Linked DNA regions of Sus scrofa: region 1 is linked to region 2. Evidence: chromatin contacts called from public Hi-C data. All regions are on one chromosome and are shown on one strand. The core of a region is the stretch at or near the end of the contact, and the rest is flanking DNA. Distances in the headings are between cores, read along the strand shown. Region 1 holds the start of HERC4 (probable E3 ubiquitin-protein ligase HERC4). Region 2 holds the start of CTNNA3 (catenin alpha-3).

Evidence for each region. Hi-C and Micro-C count contacts between places; a contact is called where the count stands out from the background.
Region 1: a Hi-C map of embryonic fibroblasts shows a contact between it and region 2, with 1.6 times the contacts expected there. The contact joins the promoter of HERC4 here to the promoter of CTNNA3 in region 2. A contact is called at or near these places in 2 of 47 Hi-C or Micro-C datasets (embryonic fibroblasts and heart right ventricle).

The regions. Positions count from the first base shown.
Region 1 is chr14:71,266,394-71,271,318 of Sscrofa11.1, forward strand. HERC4 (probable E3 ubiquitin-protein ligase HERC4) reads right to left here and starts at 3,124. Exons shown (of 23, transcript XR_002338528.1): 1 at 2,739-3,124; 2 at 616-919.
Region 2 is chr14:70,971,190-70,976,086 of Sscrofa11.1, forward strand. CTNNA3 (catenin alpha-3) reads right to left here and starts at 3,353. Exons shown (of 19, transcript XM_021074380.1): 1 at 3,130-3,353. TRNAS-UGA (a tRNA gene) reads left to right here and starts at 3,803; the gene lies at 3,803-3,884.

The sequences.
Region 1 (4,925 bases), core at 1,874-4,373, 290 kb after region 2:
TTTTAAATTTGGCTTATATGGTTACTACATAATCAGGACATCTCATAGACACAAACTTTAAGAGCTAATGTTATTACTTGAAAGTAGGAGACTAGGGGAATAAAAGATATTTCAAACTAAATAAAATCATGTATTTAAAAAACAATAGGGAGAACACAAGAAAAATGAGAATATATTTTAGGCAAGTAAATGAAAGTAGAAAAAGCTTGCATCTTATTTTTCCTTTCTGATGTATAGAAAACAACACGGTAAATTACACATTTAAAACCTGCCCAGGGTGGCTGAACAGTAATTACAAAAGAGAACCTACATACTGTAGATTCTATACCTATATACTCGGCCCCAAAGAAGATTTATACACTGTTCAGCAGGTGGTTTTCTCTGTTTTACATCACCTTAATTGTTCTGAAACCACTTAAAAGTCTGTAATAGCAGTTGTTAAAAGAAACCACAAAATAATTAAAGTACTTAGAAGCATGCAAATGTAAAGGACATATTTAAACTCTAGTCTGCTTTTAAACCATGACATGGGTTTAGGACTAGAGAAACTTTTTGACATTTCAAACTTAAATGATGTAATTATTAGCAATAGCAAACAAAAATTTTTCAACTTACCTGGTTTCTTTCTGGATTTTTCATGACCTAGCTGTCCTAGATCATTACATCCACATGTGTACACTGTTCCATCATCCAGAACAAATACTGTATGTCTGAGTCCACATCCTACATCTCGAACCTTTTTATTTATAAAAAAGTCACTTTTTCTGGGCTCTAGTACGATTTCTTCATCAATTCCACCCAAGCCTAGCTGTCCAAAAGATGCATTTCCCCAGCACAACATGTTTGTAATTCTCTTGGTCTTCCAGTTTCAATAAAAACTCCCTTCTGAAACACTGGCAAGTTGGAGGTATCCCTATGTCTGAGAAGACAGAAAAAAGTTAACATGACTTCAAAGAAAATATAATGTATAATTGCTCTTTCAAGTGCTAGGCTACAATAATTACTATGCAGTAAACATGAAGTCTATAATGTGCTACATAAGTACCATTCAGTTTCAAAAACCAATCAGTTGTAAATCTTAAAAGTATATCATATAGAAATGTTTAGGAAAATACATCACTCCCCACGATTCTTTGCAAAGTTTAAAATATTAACTAAATATGACTTTCTGTTTTCTTATGATATACTAACCTAATTGAAATATTAAGAACTCCAATGAAATTAACCTTTTCTCTTTGAATAGTTTCAGTCAGCGCAAGAAATGACATTTATCCACTGCCCCCCCCAAATCAGATATATACTCAGTGAAAACCTTGCAATAGCATACATAAACCTTTGTAATCTCCCTCAAGTCACAGAATAATTAGACCTTCTAATACCTACCTCCACACTAACCAAAAATTGAAGTTCTTATTTGTACTAGAAAAATTAAACCAATAATGGAAACTTTAAATTTCCCACAACTTAAATGACTCTTCCAACTATTCATACTAATAGACCCCAGGGAAAACTATGATTCTCTAGTCAAGCTCTGATCTTAAAAGAAAATCACCTCCAAAGGTCACACTTTACAAATCAATGTTAACACTCCGACTCACTACTAATTTAATTTTAAAACTAAACCAATATACCTAATTATAATACAAAAGAAAGTATGCAGTTTAAAAATCAAGGTTTCCTCCCCCCCAAAAAATCCAGTATTTTCTATTACGAGTGGTAACCGTGACTGAAAAATATTTCCCTGGGGCAATGAATATCTATCTATACCTCTGAGATAATTATTCGAAGATGGGGAAAAAAAAAAAAAACTGCAAACAACTCTGGCACTACCGATATTTCAAGAATAGGAATGGGGGCTGGGTCACTGATTGGTGGCGAAATCTGTAGAACTTTCCAGTACACTGACTATTTCTTCGCTTATAAAGACATGGGTAACAAAGAATTCACTTCATCTAAAACTACACAGATTTTTAGACACATCGTGTTACTAAATAACACAATTACAGGAAGTCAGCCTTATTCTTGCTGTAGTTACCCACATTCCTTACAGAGAACCTAAGTTTCAAAACCCAACTTTCCTACGCTAGGGCTAGCAAGTGCTGATGCTGTCTCATTCCATGAACCATCCATTAGGAAAACTTTAATTTCATTCTTTTGGGGCATCAGAACTCGATAGTTCCAGAGAGTTCTACACTGTCTTCTACACTGTTTTTATTTATTTTATTAGTTTTTTTTAAGACAGGAAAATAATCCCCGATTCCGGCACGAGGTTTAACCATCTCTTTCCTTTAAAAAGTCAGAGGGTATGGGAAAGGTGTCCTCTCGCCAGCAACAGGTAGGAGAATGAGAAGCAGTTTCTTCCCACCATTCCTTGAACGTGCACTCAGATCGGCTCAGGGAGACCGGGGGAGAAAAATCATCTGCACACACCCAACCTCGCGGGCCGACCAGTCATCCACGGCAGCCGCCCTCCCGCCAGCTCGCAGCAGCCCCAGAGGCCAGCGGATGAGGCTCGGCACCTCGGCGGCCCTCGGTCCCCGAGAGGCCCTTCCCCAGGGAGGTGCGACATTCCAACTCCCGGGCCAGGGGCCCCCGACGCTGCCCCAGTCCCCCACCCCCAACCCCGAGGAAACGCTGAGAAAGCACCCTGCGCCAGGCCGGCCTGTATCCGCCCAGCCCGGCCTCCCCCCTCCCTAACGCCGTCACACGCCCCCGAACCCACCGGGGCAACGACTCACCCGGCCCCTCAAGGCAAGGGAAGCCCAGGGCGACGGGGGGCGGCGCCTTCCCCGAGAGCAAGGCAGCGCGGCAGCTGAGGCAGGTCTCCAGCTCCCGGGCTCTCTTCCTTCAGCCAGTGGCGGCGAACACCAGAGCTCCTCCGGCGTCAGTGAAGCTGTTCCGCTGCTCCCCTCCCCGGCGCCTGTGAAACTTTACCGGGCTCCTCAGAGAAAAGCAGCCGCCACCGCTGTCCAGTCCAGAGACAGCCGTCGGCGACCCGGATAGAGCGGGAGGGGAAGGACAGAAGCCGAGTGGGGCGGAGAGCGTAGGGGTGGGGAGAGTTGAGGAAAAGACAGGGGAGGAGAATGGAGAAGGGGAGGTGGTAACGCGAGGGAGGGGGAGGGGTTGGCCGGAAGTGAACCTCGGAGCACGCGCGTGAGCCCACCCACTTCACGGCCCGGGCGCCTGCGCCGGAATTCTCCCAGGGCAAACCAAGCCGGACGCTTGCGCAGTATGCCGCTTTGCCTTTGCTCAAGAGGAAGTCCCCGAATACAGAAGCTGAAGTTTGCACGTCAAACCGGGTGTTTGGTGTGACTTATAAAAGCGTTTCAGCGTGCACAGGAATCTTTTAGTGAAGGAAATCTCTTCGTTTTTTGGCTAAGTTTCCTTTTCGTATATTGGTTCCAGTCTTTCTTTTTATTCCATTATCCAAGGAGAATTTGAAGTAGCATCACAGACATCACAAATACGGATACAAAGGCTGGCGAAGTCTCTTATGTCATCCCTTAGCCTCAGCTGGAGCTAATCTGGGTTGTGCCAGATGTATTCAGGGCAATGATGGAACCTTCTGGCGTTAAGGTTCCTGATAAAGTGAAGGCTGCCATAATTTTCTGCACTCACCCTGGGAGATAAACTTATAATGAAGGGCCTCCTTCATTCAGGGAAAATTAAATAACGTGTATGGCTAGAGCCCTGCCTTATAAAAGCGAAATCCAGATTTCCTAGACCAGTTAAGGAAGAAAACTTGAAACAAGGCACTCCTGAAATTTTGTTAGACTTCTAGTACCTCATCTTAGAGTGGATGTTGAGAACCTAGAAATAATTCCACAGTAAGCCATGTTTCTTTATCTCAGTGAAAATTATATTTCAGGTTGGGAAGTGTCTCTCTGCTGGAATATGTATGTGTATTAGTTTCTTGAGGCTGTCATAACAAAATACTGTAAATACCACGAATTCAGTAGCTTGAAACAATAGGAATTTATTGTCTCACACTTACGGAGGTCAGAAGTCTGAACTCAAGGTGGCAGCAGGATTGGGTCTCTCTTAGGGTCGCAGGCAGAGAATCTTGCCCATACATCTCTCCTAGCTTCTGGTGGTTGCTGACAAACCTTGGCATTCTTTGTCTTGTAGATACACCACCACTCTAATCCCTGCCTCCATGTCCACATGGTGTTCTTCCTTGTGTTTCTATGTCCCAATTTTCCTCTTATAAGGATACCAGTCATTGGATTAGGGCCCACCCTAATCCATTGTGACCTCTTTTTACCCAGATTGCATCTGCAAAGACCTTATTCCCAAATAAGGTCACATTCTTAGGTACTGGAGGCTAGGACTTTAACTCTGGAAAACCCAGTACAATGCACAACCTAATTTCTTACAGAAATAAGAGTAAAATTATAAGATACTTGAGCAAAGGAAGCATAATTTCAACATTAGGAGTGGTGGTGATGCCCATGAAACATACTGAATTCTTATTTTGATAGCTTCATTGTCCTCATAGGCCTTTTGTTGTCTTTTAACTATCATGCCTTGATGCCTCAGAATGTATCATTAAAGGGGAAGTTATGGGATTTGGGATCTTTAAGATATGTACTTGATGCTGCAACAAATGACACCAAAATATGAGCAGGAACATAATAAAACTATTTTTTGTATCTTTTTCACATTCAAAGTGGGTGTTCCTAATGATTGAAAACTGATGTTCTTAAAACTTTTGTCTGGGAGGTGCCACATATCACATCTGCACACATAATATTAGCAACAAGTACATACCTATATGCAAGGGGACTAGGAAACATAATCCCTGTCTGAGTTCCCAGGTATCACTTTAAACCGTAGAAGAGAGCATGAATTAGTGGACAGCTATCTCTGCCACACAGATGCATCTCTTTCTAGAATTATTTTATGTAGGTTTTGATAAATAATAT
Region 2 (4,897 bases), core at 2,103-4,602:
GCTAAGCCTATCAAACTCTGCAGTGTTGCCAACTCTATTCCTTTCAAATGAAGCACGAAAGCACACAAGGCAGCTAAGTTAAAATTTCCACATTCTGATCACCTCTCATTGAATCTGCCACTAATTAGCTATGTGACCTTGGGCAAGTAACTCACAGCCAATAGTTTCCTGTCTGTGAATAAAGGGATTAGACTAGGTTTAATGTTTCTTCCAGTATTAAAACTCTGATTTATTAAAATTCCAGGGAAAAGCCCACCAAAATATTGCAAAATAAGTTTTGATTTGCTATAAAAGAACAAAGAAATGCCCCACACTGCTCCTAAACACACGCCCGTACCTCTCAATATTCTGCCTCTGAGAGTGGCATTGGGAAAGCTTTTGAGTGAAGGCTACCAATATTTGCCTTCCTTACCCAAATTAACTTAATAAAAACTATCACATAAAGGAGTTCCTGCTGTGGCTCAGGGGAAACAAATCTGACCAGTATCCATGAGGATAAAAGTTCGATCCCTGGCCTCGCTCATCAGGCTAAGGATCCAGCAATGCCATGAGCTGTGGTGTAGGTCACAGACACAGCTCAGATCCCACGTTGTGATGGCTGTGGTGTAGGCTGGCAGCTGTGGCTCTGACTCAGCCCCTAGCCTGGGAACTTCCACATGATTCAGGTGTGGCCCTAAAAAGACAAAAACAAACTAACAAAAAAAAACTATCATTTAAAAGAACAGAATCTAGGGGTGGCATGGAGGAGAAGGCAACCAGAATCACAGGGGACTTTTTCAAAGTAAAATGTCCATGGTTTTAAGTCAATGTTTTATGGTGTTATTGTCATGAATGACAATATATTTTAACTGGGTTGGAAGATATATATTTTACTTCTTTTTTTCTACTTGCCGCTCACTGCATTAAATGGCAATGCTAAAGACCTAAGGTTGGAAAATAACTCATTTGGAAATCCACACTTTTTGAGAATAAAATCTATAATAATTCTGATCTCTTGGCTCATTTTAGCAATATGATAAATCATTTGAAAAGGCAATTTCATCTTTTTGAAAAGCCTACATTAATTCAAAGAAGCTGAAAATTAAATGTTAAATGAGGATATTTCACTTCTGAAATGTTGCAAAGAAAATGTAATCACAATTGTTCTTACCAAATACAAATTAACTTTCTAATAGATTCATTTCTTTTGCAGTTTTCTTTTCCCTTATCAAAAAACAAAAAAAGAAAAAAGCCCTCAGTAGAATTTTTGATGGAACTACTTTAATCGAAATCAATTCCCATCAATGCCAAGCTTTTAAGCAATTGTGAAGAGAATTTTTTTTTTTTTCTCGCTTTTCAGGGCTGCACTTGGGGCACATGGAGATTCCCAGGCGAGGGGTCCAGTCGGAGCTACAGCTGCCGCCCTATGCCACAGCCACATCAGCACCAACTACGGATGCGACCTACACCACGGCTCCAGCTCAAGGCAACGCTGGATCCTTAACCCACTGAGCAAGCCCAGGGATCAAACCCACAACCTCATGGTTCCTAGTCAGATTCCTTCCCACTGTACCACAAGGCAATCGCCAAGTGAGGAGAATTCTTAAAACGAAGAGTAGGTTAAGGAAGAGTAAGAACTTTCTGTAAATATTATCCTTCAAATATACAGAAGAAAGGAATTAAAGAAAGACTTCAAAATTAAGATACATGCAACTAGAGATTCTCATACTAAGTGAAGTCAGAAAGAGAAAGACAAATACCACATGGTATCACTTACATGTAGAATCTAAAACATAGCACAAATCTAAAACATAGCACATATCTACAAAGTAGAAACAGATTCACAGACATATAGAAAATAGACTTGTGGTTGTCAAGGGGAAGGGTGGCAATGACTTCCTACTGTACAGCACAGGGAACTATACCCAATCTCTTGGGATGGAACATGATGGAAGATAGTATGAGAAAAAGGATACATACACACACACACACACACACACACACACACACAAATGACTGGGTCACTATGCTGTACAGTATAAATTAACACAACATGGAAAATCAACTATATTATAATAAAAATAAAGTAAAATTAAAAAGAAACGGGAGTTTCCACTGTGGCTCAGGGGAAATGAATGCAACTTGTATCTATAAGGATGCATGTTCAATCCCGGGCCTTGCTCAGTGAGTCAAGGATCCAGAGTTGCCATGAGCTGTGGTGTAGGTTACAGAGGCAGCTCAGATCCCATGTTGCAGTGGCTGTGACCTAGGCCAGCAGCTGTAGCTCCAATTCCACCCCTAACCTGGGAACTTCCATATGCTGCAGGTGAGACCCTAAAAAGAGAAAAGAAAAAAAAAAAACCAAGATACAGTAAAATACTAAGATTAAATTATAGCTTGTCTCAGCACACAGGTAGAATCTAAGAACAACATTAAAAAAAAAAAACTCTCTTCTGAGATGGCATCTACTGGAAAAGTGCAGGTAACTTTATACATATGATAAAAAATCATGCCTTTGAATGTCGGGAATAACTTTGCTCCCATACAGTATTCATAAGGAAATTGAGACCACCCGTGTAGCTCTGCCAAATTAAAAACAAACAAAAAGGGGTAAAATTTCTAAAAAGCAAAATCTTAAGTTAGATAAAACTTATTCTTACATTTCTCAAGTATTTTACTCCCTTTCCACAATTAAATCAGTTTAGACACTTAGCACCTTCATTTAGTTAAGAGAAATGGTATTGAAAAAAATCTCAAGAAAATTCCCAAACTACCAAATGAGGTCACTTAACATACGGACTTCCTGCCTTCGTTTGAAATCTAACGTTGCGATGGATGGTCAGATTTCTAGGAACACTTTCAGAAATTTAACTAGTAAAAGGCCACCTGATGTTTTTCGCAAATTGTCCATCCGCAATAGAATCTGATGCCTGTGGGGAGCCACTTGCTGCGTTTAGAAGTACACTTGCGCCCTGGAATCCGCGGGGCATCCTCGGGCCGCACACCCTGCCGTAGCTCTCTGAGGTGGGCGACAGTGGTACACACAACTACGGGTTCTGAGAACTTTAACAATGACGCAAATAAGCATTTAGAGCATAAGCTACACTTAAAGGTGGGGCGGGTAGTAGCATTTAAAGGTTAAATGCAGACCTAATGCGCCGAACTTTGTTCTCAAATCACCTCCAAGGCTCCCCATCACTTGAGAAAGCCGAGACCACGCTCAGGGGGCGCGGTTTCTTCCCTAGGGTTCAGCAAGGAAAGGGCAATTGAGGAGACAAGAATGAGAGATTACTGTGTGAGCAGGATGCTCAAAGAGGCGAGCGCATAGGCAGCTGCCAGATTCCGTACGCCTTCCCTCACACTTTCCTCTCTTGACGCAGCAAGAGAGCTCAACGCGGGAAACGCTCAACCTCTGACGCAAATGCAGAAATTTTCCAGAGTGCGGGCCCGCAGCACTGAATGAGACGTATCTTAGTTTCACAGCTTTCCGAGTGATCTAATCTTAGTTTCACAGCTTTCCGAGGAAGCGGGAGGGCAAAAACCAAGTAAGGACCAGAAGCCAAGTGTGGTTGCGATTTTCAGAGAGCAGGTAAGGGAAGGGTTTCTAAAACCCTCTTTTAAAGGCTTTTACCTAAACTGCTAAACGGAGTTTTTATTATTTCTTTACTTTCAATAGGTATCCCGCTACTCGAGCAGGCAACCCTAGTCGCCCCTCTCAGAGCAGACCTCTGCGCGGTTCTAGGCCCCGCCTACTTGTGGGTTTGCTGCGCCTGCGCACCACTGTTTCTGTACTAAAGTACCTCCGCTTCACTTTCTTGCCGTAGCAGCGATGGCCGAGTGGTTAAGGCGTTGGACTTGAAATCCAATGGGGTCTCCCCGCGCAGGTTCGAACCCTGCTCGCTGCGGAAATGCCAGGCTACCTGGTGGTTGCCTTTTTTGCATCCTTTATAAGATTCCTGCAGATACAGACTTCACTCTTTCCCTGATTGCAGAGAAGTTTAGTGTGTTACAGAAAAGTCAATACATGTCAAGGCTACTGTTATGCGATAAGTCCTCCTTTATCCTAATTAGTAAGCTGATAGTTTTAGAATTGGTTCCTCAACATGAAGAACAAGTTTGCAAAATAAAAATAATATAAATATTTGCAGAAATTTTCAACCAATCACAGCCTGAACAAGCTATCATCTCATTAAAGCTGATGTCAGGGCTAATGCTACCTCACCTTCCATCTCAGAATCACCTTCAAGGGTTCCCCCACCACATCCAAAAAGTGGTGTGATATTCGAGATAATAAAACCTTTGAAAAGTTCAACTTCTAAATCACAATAGATAGATCCACATAATGAAACACTTTTCCTGTAGTCACAATTGTATTAATTTTACAATTTTAGTATTCGGTATTAATTTTACCAAAGACATGGGAAGACTTTCCAGATGCATTGCCAAATGCAAAAAGTTGGACAGGGTAGAAAACAATATATATTATGATCACATTTTTGTTGAACAAATCATGTATAAAATCTCTTAATCATTTAAGCGGCAAGATTGACAGAAAAAGAGAGAGTAAATGGGGACTGGAAAGAAATAATAAAAATTTTAGCAGTAATTATTATCTCTAGATGATAGGATTTTAATTTGCTTCACAGATAGTTTTTGCTTAACTGAGTTTTCTCAAATGTGTATATGGATCCTGCAATTTTTTTAATAATAAAAGGAAATTGTGAGGTTAGTCTTTGAGACCCTGCACATTCCCTTTCTGCTCCCTCCCACCCCATGCTTTCCAGGTGTTCTTACTGAGTTCCCTGACATCTCAGGACTAGGAATAGTTTTCAAGGGTACTTGAATTAGATTCCATCCATTCTATTTGAGACTTGACTGAACACATACATCACCACATTCACATCTTCAATCCATCTTC